2 separate regions of the Oryctolagus cuniculus genome follow, and region 2 is linked to region 1. The links are chromatin contacts, called in public Micro-C maps. All regions are on one chromosome and are shown on one strand. The core of a region is the stretch at or near the end of the contact, and the rest is flanking DNA. Distances in the headings are between cores, read along the strand shown. Region 1 holds the start of ARL6 (ARF like GTPase 6). Region 2 holds the start of CLDND1 (claudin domain containing 1).

Region 1 (4,904 bases), core at 645-3,144:
ATGGTTGTGAAAAGACTGATGCTTATACATTCACCTTTCAAAGTAGCTGGTGTTGAAACTTTTCACTGGTTTTTCACGTATTATCAAATATTTACTGAATTATGTTAGGGCAAAAAATTTATAAGAGAAGTCAGTTTTTCTAAAAATGTAATCACCTTTATTGAAGCTGTTTGTGCACTTCTTTTTTTAGTAATTATAGCTTTCCTCTGTAATTTTATTTTCTGCATTCATAAATAAAGGCAATAAAAGACAAGAAAGCTGGTCAACATTTCTTTACCATGTTCAAAATTCATAGTAAGAGGCACAATTGAAATTTTCTGTAAGTATCCACTCCAGTAGCCAGGATTCTCAACCCTAGCTGCACTCTGGAATCAACTGTTTAATCTGAATTTCTGAAGATGGAAACTGGGCAACTATACTTTTAAAAGCTACATAGTGGAGTTGGCGTTTATCCTAACAGTTAGAACACTGGCTTACCACAATGGACTACTTGAGTTCATTTCCTAGCTCTGACTCCTGACTCCAGCTTCCTGCAAAGCCACCAAGGAGACCCAGATTGAGTTCCCAGCTCCTGGCTTCTGCTTAGCCCAGACTCAGCCACTCTGGGCATTTGGGGAGTGAACCAGCAGATGGCAGCTCTCTCTGTCTCTCAAATAAACAAATAAAATAAAAACTACACAGTGTTTCTGATAGGTAGTCACTGCTGAGAACCATTGGGTTTCAGAATAAAGTCCAAACTTCAGTGAATACCTTTAACAATGTTCACAATTTGGTTCTAATCTATCTTTCCACTTTCTGTTTCCACTCTTTGTACATCGATTTAAATGTTCATGGATGTTCTCTGTGATACTGAAACGAGGATTCATGTTGTCAGAAAAATCCAGAAGAATCAGGATGTTACTCAAAATTTTTTTAACTCTTTACTAGTTTATTAAAATTAATGACTTGGAAGATAAGCTACAGGGAGAGCTCCTGGTGGGGCAGAGAAGGAAACAATGACTTGTATTTTCTAAACTTTAAATAAGTGTGTTAAATGAATTGTTATACACACTACTCCAGATCAGTGCTCCTATTTGGCTCTTAGTTTTCTGATGATGAAATTTCCATTAGAGTTTCCACATCCAAAAAAAAAAAAAAAAAAAAAGGCCCAAGTTGAGCAGTCTTAAAACCATCAATGAAATAAAATTTCGCCCAAACCACTTCAATGCATTTTCTAGTCCCTAGCACTGACCGCCTGATCCTGCTACTCCTTTTCCACCTCTCACGTTAGAAACAACTCCTCGCGTGGAAGGAAAATCAAAACAAAACCTTGAGGAAGAGCCAAGAGGAATTCTAACGCTGACCGGAGGGAGCGGGGGAGTGGCTGGGGACTGTAAAAATCCCGGGGTTTTGATGTTAGCTTGGCTGCCCCAGGAGCTGGTGAGGAACAGAAGGGACGCACTCACTCGTACCAGGCCCCGGGAAGGGAATCTGGTACGGGGGCTCCCTCAACCTTCTCTGCTCTGCCTCGGTATGAAAGATCGCCGTTCCTGACTAAAACCGTCTCTACAAGTTGGAAGAAATGACATCCCCTACCTCAGGCCGAACATCCACGCCTGGTCTGCCGCCTTGGCGCGCCGCGTTTCCCTGGCAACAAAAGCTTCTTCCGGTCCCGAAGCCACGCCTCTTTGGGAGTATTAGCAGTGCTCTGGCACCTGGGGTGGTAAAGCTCCTGGGAAAAAGGCCAGAGGCTCGCTGAGCAACTATTAACGAGGGGTGGGAGGTGAGCAAAGGTTAGGGGCGCCGGGCTGGGGGCCGGTTTCCTGCGAGGGACCTTGCCGTCTTCGGTGGAGCATGACGGGAGTTGTAGGCGCGCGCACAGCCTGCCGGGAAGCGCGTGTCTGCGTTCGCTGCGCTTCTATGGGCGTGGATTCCCCCAGCTGCTTCGCCCAGGGCGTGGCGTCTGTGTGACGCCAAGGCTGAGGCCCTGGGTTGTAGACTGGCGCAGACTCAGCGGGGTGACCGCGACTGCTGGATACGGTGGTACCCACTGGGACAGGATGTGCGCCGTTGTTGCCCTGTACCCACGGCACCGAGCCCCCTCCATGTTCTGATTGAGGAAAGCTTTTAAAGTTGGGCGGGAGAGGAAAGACACTGGTGCCGAAAGCCAGGTGTAATTCGACGAAGGAAGTATGTACACCTGCTTCCTAGCTGCCTGATCTCCCGAAGGTATTTCCACCTGGCATAATATCCTGTGATTAGTTTACAGTCCCTCGGGTCAAATCGGCTGGTGGTCGGAAGATACATTAATAGTCAAAATCGGAAGTTAGCCGCCTTGTTAAAAAATGTTTGGCTTTCACAGGCTCAGATGATCCTCAAATAGAAAATATTTAGACATACACTTTGTCCCACATTTTTATTACCACGTTTTCCAGTAGACAGACTGCAAGGTGTCCAGCGCGTAACAAATCTTCCCAGGCAGACGAATCAATTAGTTCACAGGCTTTTATTGGGGTTCCGCTCCCGGGCGAGGTTCCCCGGTCCCAACAGAGCAGGGGCTGGGGAAGTCGCGTGTCAGGGGTTGGGAGAGCTCCTTTTATAGATACAGGGTGTGGGGGTTAAAGGTTGAGGCGGGTCTGATCCTCATTGGTTGACCTTTAGGCACCCGCGGGGACCTTGACAAGGACTCTCCATTCCCTGAAGTGTATGCCTTCCCTCCTTGCGGATCCCAAAGCTGCCATATGAGAGGAGACGGCCAAATAGGGTCAGCAACATTGCGGGCAGAACTGTAAATTTCCTGTTAGAGATGCCACCTGCCTTTACCTGGCCAGCTCTTCTCCCAGGCCAGCTAGGTAATGGAAGTCAACAGGGGGCCTTCCCCAAGGAGGTTCACACCTCCCTTAGGATGTACCCCGTATGAAGAGATAGGTAGGTCTGGGCTTCATAACTGGCAAGGCCTAAAGCCCACCTTCTGTCAGGTTCTATTTGCTTCTCAATCAGAAATCTTAGTTGTGGCTCAGACAGCACCTTTCTTGGGTCCTCTAATAATGACTCCGTCCTTTGTTCTGGACCCTGTCTAGCCCACTTGGGCCTCATTCCTTTGTAATCATAGCCTCTGCTCTAACATCAATGGGTCTGCTCCCAACCTGTGCGTATTGATGGTCCTCTCCTCCACTTAATGTTGTATGATTATTCAAAATTTCTCTAGAGACAAACCCCACTACCTGAAGAAGTTGAGTGGCCTTTCTCCCGGTCTTGGCTGGGGTCAGATTTAAGCCACATCCATCAAACTGTCCCCACAAGGGTCCAGAGACCACCCCACCCCCCCATTTCCTAATGCCACTCTTAGGATCATTGGTTGCTATTCTCACCCTGACTTGTATACTACAGTGTCTAAGTGTTTACAGCAGGTGATAATGGAATGAACCGAGGCCTTCAGCAACCAGGCGGTCAACCAGATGCTTCTCCATCCATACATGCCTCTGACGCGGGACTTCCCCGGCCCCCGATCTTTTGGGACTGGGGAACCTCACCCTGGAGCGGAATCCCAATAAAAGCCTGTGAATTAATTGATTTGTCTGTCTGGGAAGATTTGTTACGTGCCAGACACCTTGCACAGGCCACAGATGAAATCATTTCAAAGATCTATGGAATTTGTTAACCTCTCAGTTTGGAGCCCTGGCAGCCTTCCTCTCCACCCCTGTGAAATGCTTTTATGACTTTAAAACGTTTCTCAAAGAGGAGGTTTAATTTCTTCATTTCCCTTGATATCCACGGGCTTTGGGTTTTATTATCCCTTTTCAACTAACCAGTGTTATGTTTACTATCCTATCTGTTCTTTGGCTTGTCATTTAGTTTGGCATATTAAATGGACTAGGAGGGAATAAAAAGAGACTAGGAAAAATGATGTCCAAGTAATGGTGTTGGAGGTGTGCACGCACTATTATGAGTTGTTTATTTGCCATTTTTCCATATACCAAATGTTGTTATATTAGTTTTATAGTGAAATATAAATGTGGCCTGAAATTCTGAATCTATTGAAAGGCAAAACAAAAGGAAAAGTTTGCTGAGGCTCCGTTGATTAAGTCCCAACTTGGGGCAGCTGCATCCCATATCCTGGATGCTTGGCTTCAGATCCAGGTCCTTTCTGGGAAGCAAGAGCAATATTTGGACTCCTGCCACACAGTGGAGAGACAGGCTGGGGTTCAGGCTCCTGCTGTAGCCTGGTTCATCCCTGGCTGTTGCAGTCATTTGGGGAATGAAACAGTGAGTGGATGGAAGATTTTTCTCTCTCTATCCCTTCTTCCTTTCCTTGCCCCATATCTCTTTCAAATAAATAAAATTTTTAAAGGAAAAGCTAATCCTTATAGCTGCATAACCTAAAGTATTGACATACAAATGTACTTGTAAAAATGGAGTGTTGGGACATATTCTTTATCTACTGTGTGGTCTTAGGCTAATTAACCAGTCTCTATGTTTCAGCTTCCCAACCTTCATAAAGATACTGATATATTAGTTTATCCAGTGGATTTGTGGATTAGAGACAACAAATATAAATGTTTGGCATGTCATAGGTTTTCAATAAATAATTTTGCTTCTTGAAATTCTTAGTATTTGAATAAGATAGACTCAATTCTTAAATATGGTTGCTCATTAATTTCTGATGGTAAATGCATTTACAGGAAAGTGTTAATCACTTTTTTGTGTGTCTGAGTATTGTGACACACATTGATAAGAGCTGGGAGCTAATTTGCTTATAGCCAGATAATTTTTTAACGTGGATGTACTTAACTTTTCTTGTTTGCAGTTTTTTCTGCTCCTATGTTGAATTACTCTATTTTACTTAGTACAAAAACATTAGTTGTACACTATAAATATAAATTGTATATTGAGCATCCAACTTTTTAGCATACACAGGCAGACAG
Region 2 (4,904 bases), core at 665-3,164, 630 kb before region 1:
TTGTGTACGATGGAGTCCAGGCCTGGGAATCTCCTGAGTAGAGCTAAGGGAGGACAGCTAACCAGCTCTGTAAATGACTTATTTCCAGCCCCCAGGGGAAACAGGAGCCTTGCAAAAGCTAATTACACTGACTTCAGTCAACAAATATTTGCAAAGACTGATAATCCAATGATTCTTTCCTAAACCCTAGGTCCTGTGCTGGGCAATTACATGTATTTTCTAATCTGCAGCTCACAAATGATCTCATGGGATAGATTCTACTGTTCAACATCCATGGCTTGGGAAAAAGACAATTAAGATGTAAAGGTTAAGTAAAGTGTGCGGTCACAAAAGTTAGGACACTCATCCCAATATTGAAGTTTCCCAAGTCAGTTACTCTCCCTGTGTCTCAGTTCCTCTGTGAACCAGGTTGTTTCTTTACTTTTTTTCAAACTTCCCTTTTTATCTGGTTTTATTGACCATATGACCCCTATGGGACCTGAAAGTGGGGGATTTCTAATGCAGGCCAAGGGTTGAAGATATTTCCTAATCTGTGAGTGCATTCCTGAACCTTACTAGCACGTTAGTAATTTTCTTGTGTACCTCCACTACTTTCTCTGATGGCTCAGACAAAATTCTGTTTTGCATTAAAATCGAGAATTAAATTTGAATGTTATAATATTACCTTACTTTATTTGTGTACTAGATCTGAATATCAACTCACCAACTGAGGTGACTCTGTCAGAATGGAAGGAATTTGATACCAACTCTGGGGCTTCCACCTTTCCTGTATGCAGTGGCTAAATTTGATAGGCACTGGGGATTTGGGGGAGTTCCAGGGCTCCTCTGGTCCTCGAGTCAACTGTCTCTGTAGGTGTCTGTTGGAAATTCATCCTTCACCGGTCCCATGCAATGTTCAAGGGTCCCCATATGTTGCTGTCCAGGTGTTCCTACTTCCTGGAAAAGAATTTCTGTGCAACATGTGAGGGCTTAGAATCATTCTGTTGCTTCTGTGCCACACAACTGTGGTCTCCAGTGTGGTCCAAGACCTTATCTCTTTTAGGTAGTATCTCCTAAACTTTTTCATATTGTATTCACAAATTTTAAAAAAACAAATTTAATTTACTCAGTTATTTGAGACACAGAGAGGATGAAAGAGAGGAAGGAAGAGGGAGGAAAAGGCGGTGGGATTCCCATCTGTTGGTCCTTTCTCAAAAGCTGGGAGCTAGGAGCACAATCCAGGTCCCCCAGGTGGGTGGCAGGGACCTAACCACTTGAGTCAGCAACCACCTGCTGCCACTCAAGGGTGCACACTAGCAACAAATTTTTATCCGCATTTTTTGAGATATTCATATCCTAAGTCTTCTTTTTAATTAACTGAAATTTATTCTAAAAGGAAACCTTGCATCATTGCAATAGACAAATAGTATCCCTTGTCACAAAGAAAAGATAGCAACAAACATAAATTTTATGAAGCCAAGGGATATTATTTATGAAGCCGAATAAAGTCATTACATTCTACATGTTTACCATTCGGTGGATCACATGCTTTTTATTCTAAACTTAAGTAATAAAGTCAGAAAGACTCAACGCTCCAATGGGAGATTGTGGGAGAGGAAAAAATGGATTAACATTTGAAAACTAGAATCGCATTGCTGTTCATTTACCTTTATATTTGGAAGTAGGGTGGCGTGATAGAGCACAGGACTGAAAGAAAGGGATGAGCTATTTCGGTCACAATTACAAAGAACGAGGACAGAATACAGGCCGTCTCACTTTTTGGACCTTAAGATAGAAGACCGCGTTCGCTTGGACTTCCAGAGCTGGACTACATCCCCCACAATACATCGCGCGCGGCCCCAGGAATGCCAACGGGCTTCTCTGGCAGTTTTCCCTCTGTCCCTCCTACAACTCCCACAAGCCCCCTCGGTCCCGGGCTGCGGCCAGGCCCGGGATGGAGGCGGAGGCGGAGGCGGAGGCGCGGGAGTTATGGAGGGGGCGGGTTCTGCAGGGAAGTGCGTCAGAGGAGGCGCGGGGAGAGTAGGGTGCTGTGGTCTGAGCTAGAGGGTGAAGCTGTTGGAGCAAGAGCATGGGCGGTGAGTGAGTAGGGCTGGCGTCGCCGGGCGGGGGTCGCGTAGCCGTTCGGCTTCCCGGTGGTTTGCAGAGGGCCCCTTTTCCTGTGTGCGGCGGCCGCCGGAGCTGGGCGCCTTCTGAGCGGCAGGGGGATTTCCTGGGGGCCAAGCGGTCTGGGCAGGGGCCTGGTTGGGGACCTGAGGCCCCTGGCCGGGGGGCGGCGCAGGGCTGCCCCGCCCCAGCCTCGGGAGGCCGTAGCTGGCGTTGGCCTCGCTGGAGCCGCCGCTCCTGTGTAGGGACCTTCTGAGGTCATTTGAGAGCCCCAGCATGAAAGGGGATTTAAAAAAAAAAATCAAAATATGAACCCAACTTCTTGAATTATCGTTAATTATCGTCATTACTTTGATCTCTCCTGAGTCACTTCCCATCTTCCCAACTCAGCAACCCCAGTTTGCGAGCCTGTTTTCCTGCACCTTCCTAAGGTGTTTGGTGCGGTCACGGTGTACACTTGCAGTATTTGACTCAGCGTGATCCGCCTTGAGTCATTTTACTGCGGCCATTTACTACTGCCGTGGAGCCCTGTCCACGTCTTGGGAGTGTATGTATTTTGCCTTGATTCGGAGTTTTCTTTCTGTCTGAGGAGGGATCACTTAGTTTTTAGGAAGGTATGTTCCACCTTAGGATTAAGAGAGAGAGCAAGGTAGCAGGTGAGGAGGCGCAGATGTGTTAGGAATGGAGAGAATAGACAGGAGTGAAACATTTCCACAGCATAAAGCAGCTTGTCTTATCTTTGATAGATGGGGAGATGGATATCTAGCATTATTACATGTTATTGTTTTCTTGTTATTCCGTACACCTAGGACAACCTTTCCCTCGACTTAACAAACATTGTCAACTCTTTCAAATAGCTCCTGACTCCTGCCCTTGTTTTGGGAGGCTTCCCTCTTCAGAGGAAAACTGGGAGAATCCGATTTTCACTGCTTCCTTTTCCTGTGCCTTTCTCACGCTCAAACCCAGAACGCCTTAATGCTCTCCAGCTTGTGTAAAAATTCGGTCTATACTTAAAAATGTGTGCACGGTACACTGCTGACCATGGGCATGTCTGTTTGTATCTGTAATGTGTATGTCCATTTCAGTGTTGTCTGTTTTAGTATGCAGGTGATAGACTAGAGAACAAGACCTCTGTCTCCGTAGCATCCTGGGTATGTGAGCATTCAATAAGTACTTTCATGGGAATGAGTTTTGTTCTTACACTTAAAAATGTGCTTGCTTTTTTTTTTTTTTAATTTAAAAATATATTATTACTCTAAACCAAGGCATGGGGAGTAGTTTCAAGGGTGATTCTGAGATAATTCCTTTCAAAACAATCTTTCTTATTTGTAAAGTCTGACATCTTCTTTCTTCAACTTTTAAACAGAGCAGTCTGAATGCCAGAATGGATAACCGTTTTGCTACAGCATTTGTAATTGCTTGTGTGCTTAGCCTCATTTCCACCATCTACATGGCAGCCTCAATTGGCACAGACTTTTGGTATGAGTATCGAAGTCCAGTTCAAGAGAATTCAAGTGATTGGAATAAAAGCATCTGGGAAGACTTCATTAGTGATGAGGCAGATGAAAAGACTTACAACGATGCACTTTTCCGATACAACGGCACAATGGGATTGTGGAGACGGTGTATCACCGTACCCAAAAACACACATTGGTACAGTCCGCCAGAAAGGACAGGTATTCCTCTTATTTTCACTTCTCTCTAATGTACTTGTTTAGTAGCATAAAGTGATCTATGATTGCTGAATTATATATAAGCAGATTTGTGGGCATCTTACGTCTTCTTATGTCTCTTCTCTCCCTACCACCTCTTCACCCCAACTTCTATGCATTGCCATGCTACTGCTTTAGTTCTCCATTCAGATCTTTAGAGCACTTTGTAAGGGACAACTTTACAATTTACTTATGACTACTTGGGTTGGTCGCTTAGCGGAGGAGCTTTATCTTTCAATCATAGCAGAACAGGTTTGAATTGCCATATATCAAAAGTGATAGTATATCATTATATATGAAGAAAAGGAAATCATGTGAAGGAAAGGTGGAAAAGTTGGTCACAATTCACTGTAAAATGTTCACTTGTGTTTAGGAGGGCCTGGAGCACTTGATACTGGAATCCTACTAGTTGTTAAGTCATTTATTCACTGAGTATTTACTGCCTGCCCCTGTGTTCCAGGGCTTTATAGCTTGGAGAACAAATCCTTAGTTGTGGGGAGCTGTCATTTATTAGAATGCTAAGGGTGGCAGGCAATAAACAGAATAAAGGAGTGTAACAGTATAAACAAAATAATTATACAGTGTGTGAGATGACGACATTTAACATGGAAGAATGAAGCAAAAGATTTGGAAATACAGGAAAGGAATATTGTAAGCATAGGTTATGATTTTCCATAGGATAATTAGAATAGATTTCATTGATAAAATGATAAAGACTTGGTATAGGTAAAGACCAAATAAGGGTGTTAACTATATGGGTAGTTCGTGGCAGCAGGGCAGAGGCTGGTGGTGATCATTAAGGTTGGAAGGAACAAGGGCTACAGAGACTGTGGCAGGAGCATGGTTAAAGTATTCAAGGACCACCAAAGAACCTACTGGGCTGCCATGGAAGGAGTGGGGGAGAGTTGGGTATGCTGTCAAAGATGAACCCTTAGGTAGGAGTAGGGCACATCATACAGTACTCTAGCTATGATGTGGAGGTGAGTTTTTACTCTTGACTACATAGGAAAGCCTTTAGAGCAGGAACACTTAGAGGAGTGGAAAGACGTGATCTGGTTGCCCTGGATGATATAGTGAGAACAGGCGGGC

What was found. A called contact is a pair of places that touch in the nucleus more often than the background predicts.
Region 2: a contact with region 1 is called in a Micro-C map of ear pinna, with 11 times the contacts expected there. The contact joins the promoter of CLDND1 here to the promoter of ARL6 in region 1. A contact is called at or near these places in 2 of 6 Hi-C or Micro-C datasets (ear pinna and an unstated tissue).

What each region holds. Positions count from the first base shown.
Region 1 is chr4:52,307,249-52,312,152 of mOryCun1.1, reverse strand. It overlaps ARL6 (ARF like GTPase 6), which reads right to left and starts at 1,894. Exons shown (of 11, transcript XR_011387814.1): 1 at 1,576-1,894. LOC103350570 (a long non-coding RNA gene) reads left to right here and starts at 1,862. Exons shown (of 5, transcript XR_011387816.1): 1 at 1,862-2,208.
Region 2 is chr4:52,940,331-52,945,234 of mOryCun1.1, reverse strand. CLDND1 (claudin domain containing 1) reads left to right here and starts at 1,914. Exons shown (of 6, transcript XM_070071971.1): 1 at 1,914-2,075; 2 at 3,211-3,254; 3 at 3,470-3,779. The coding sequence starts at 2,069. It also overlaps a transcript of CPOX not described here.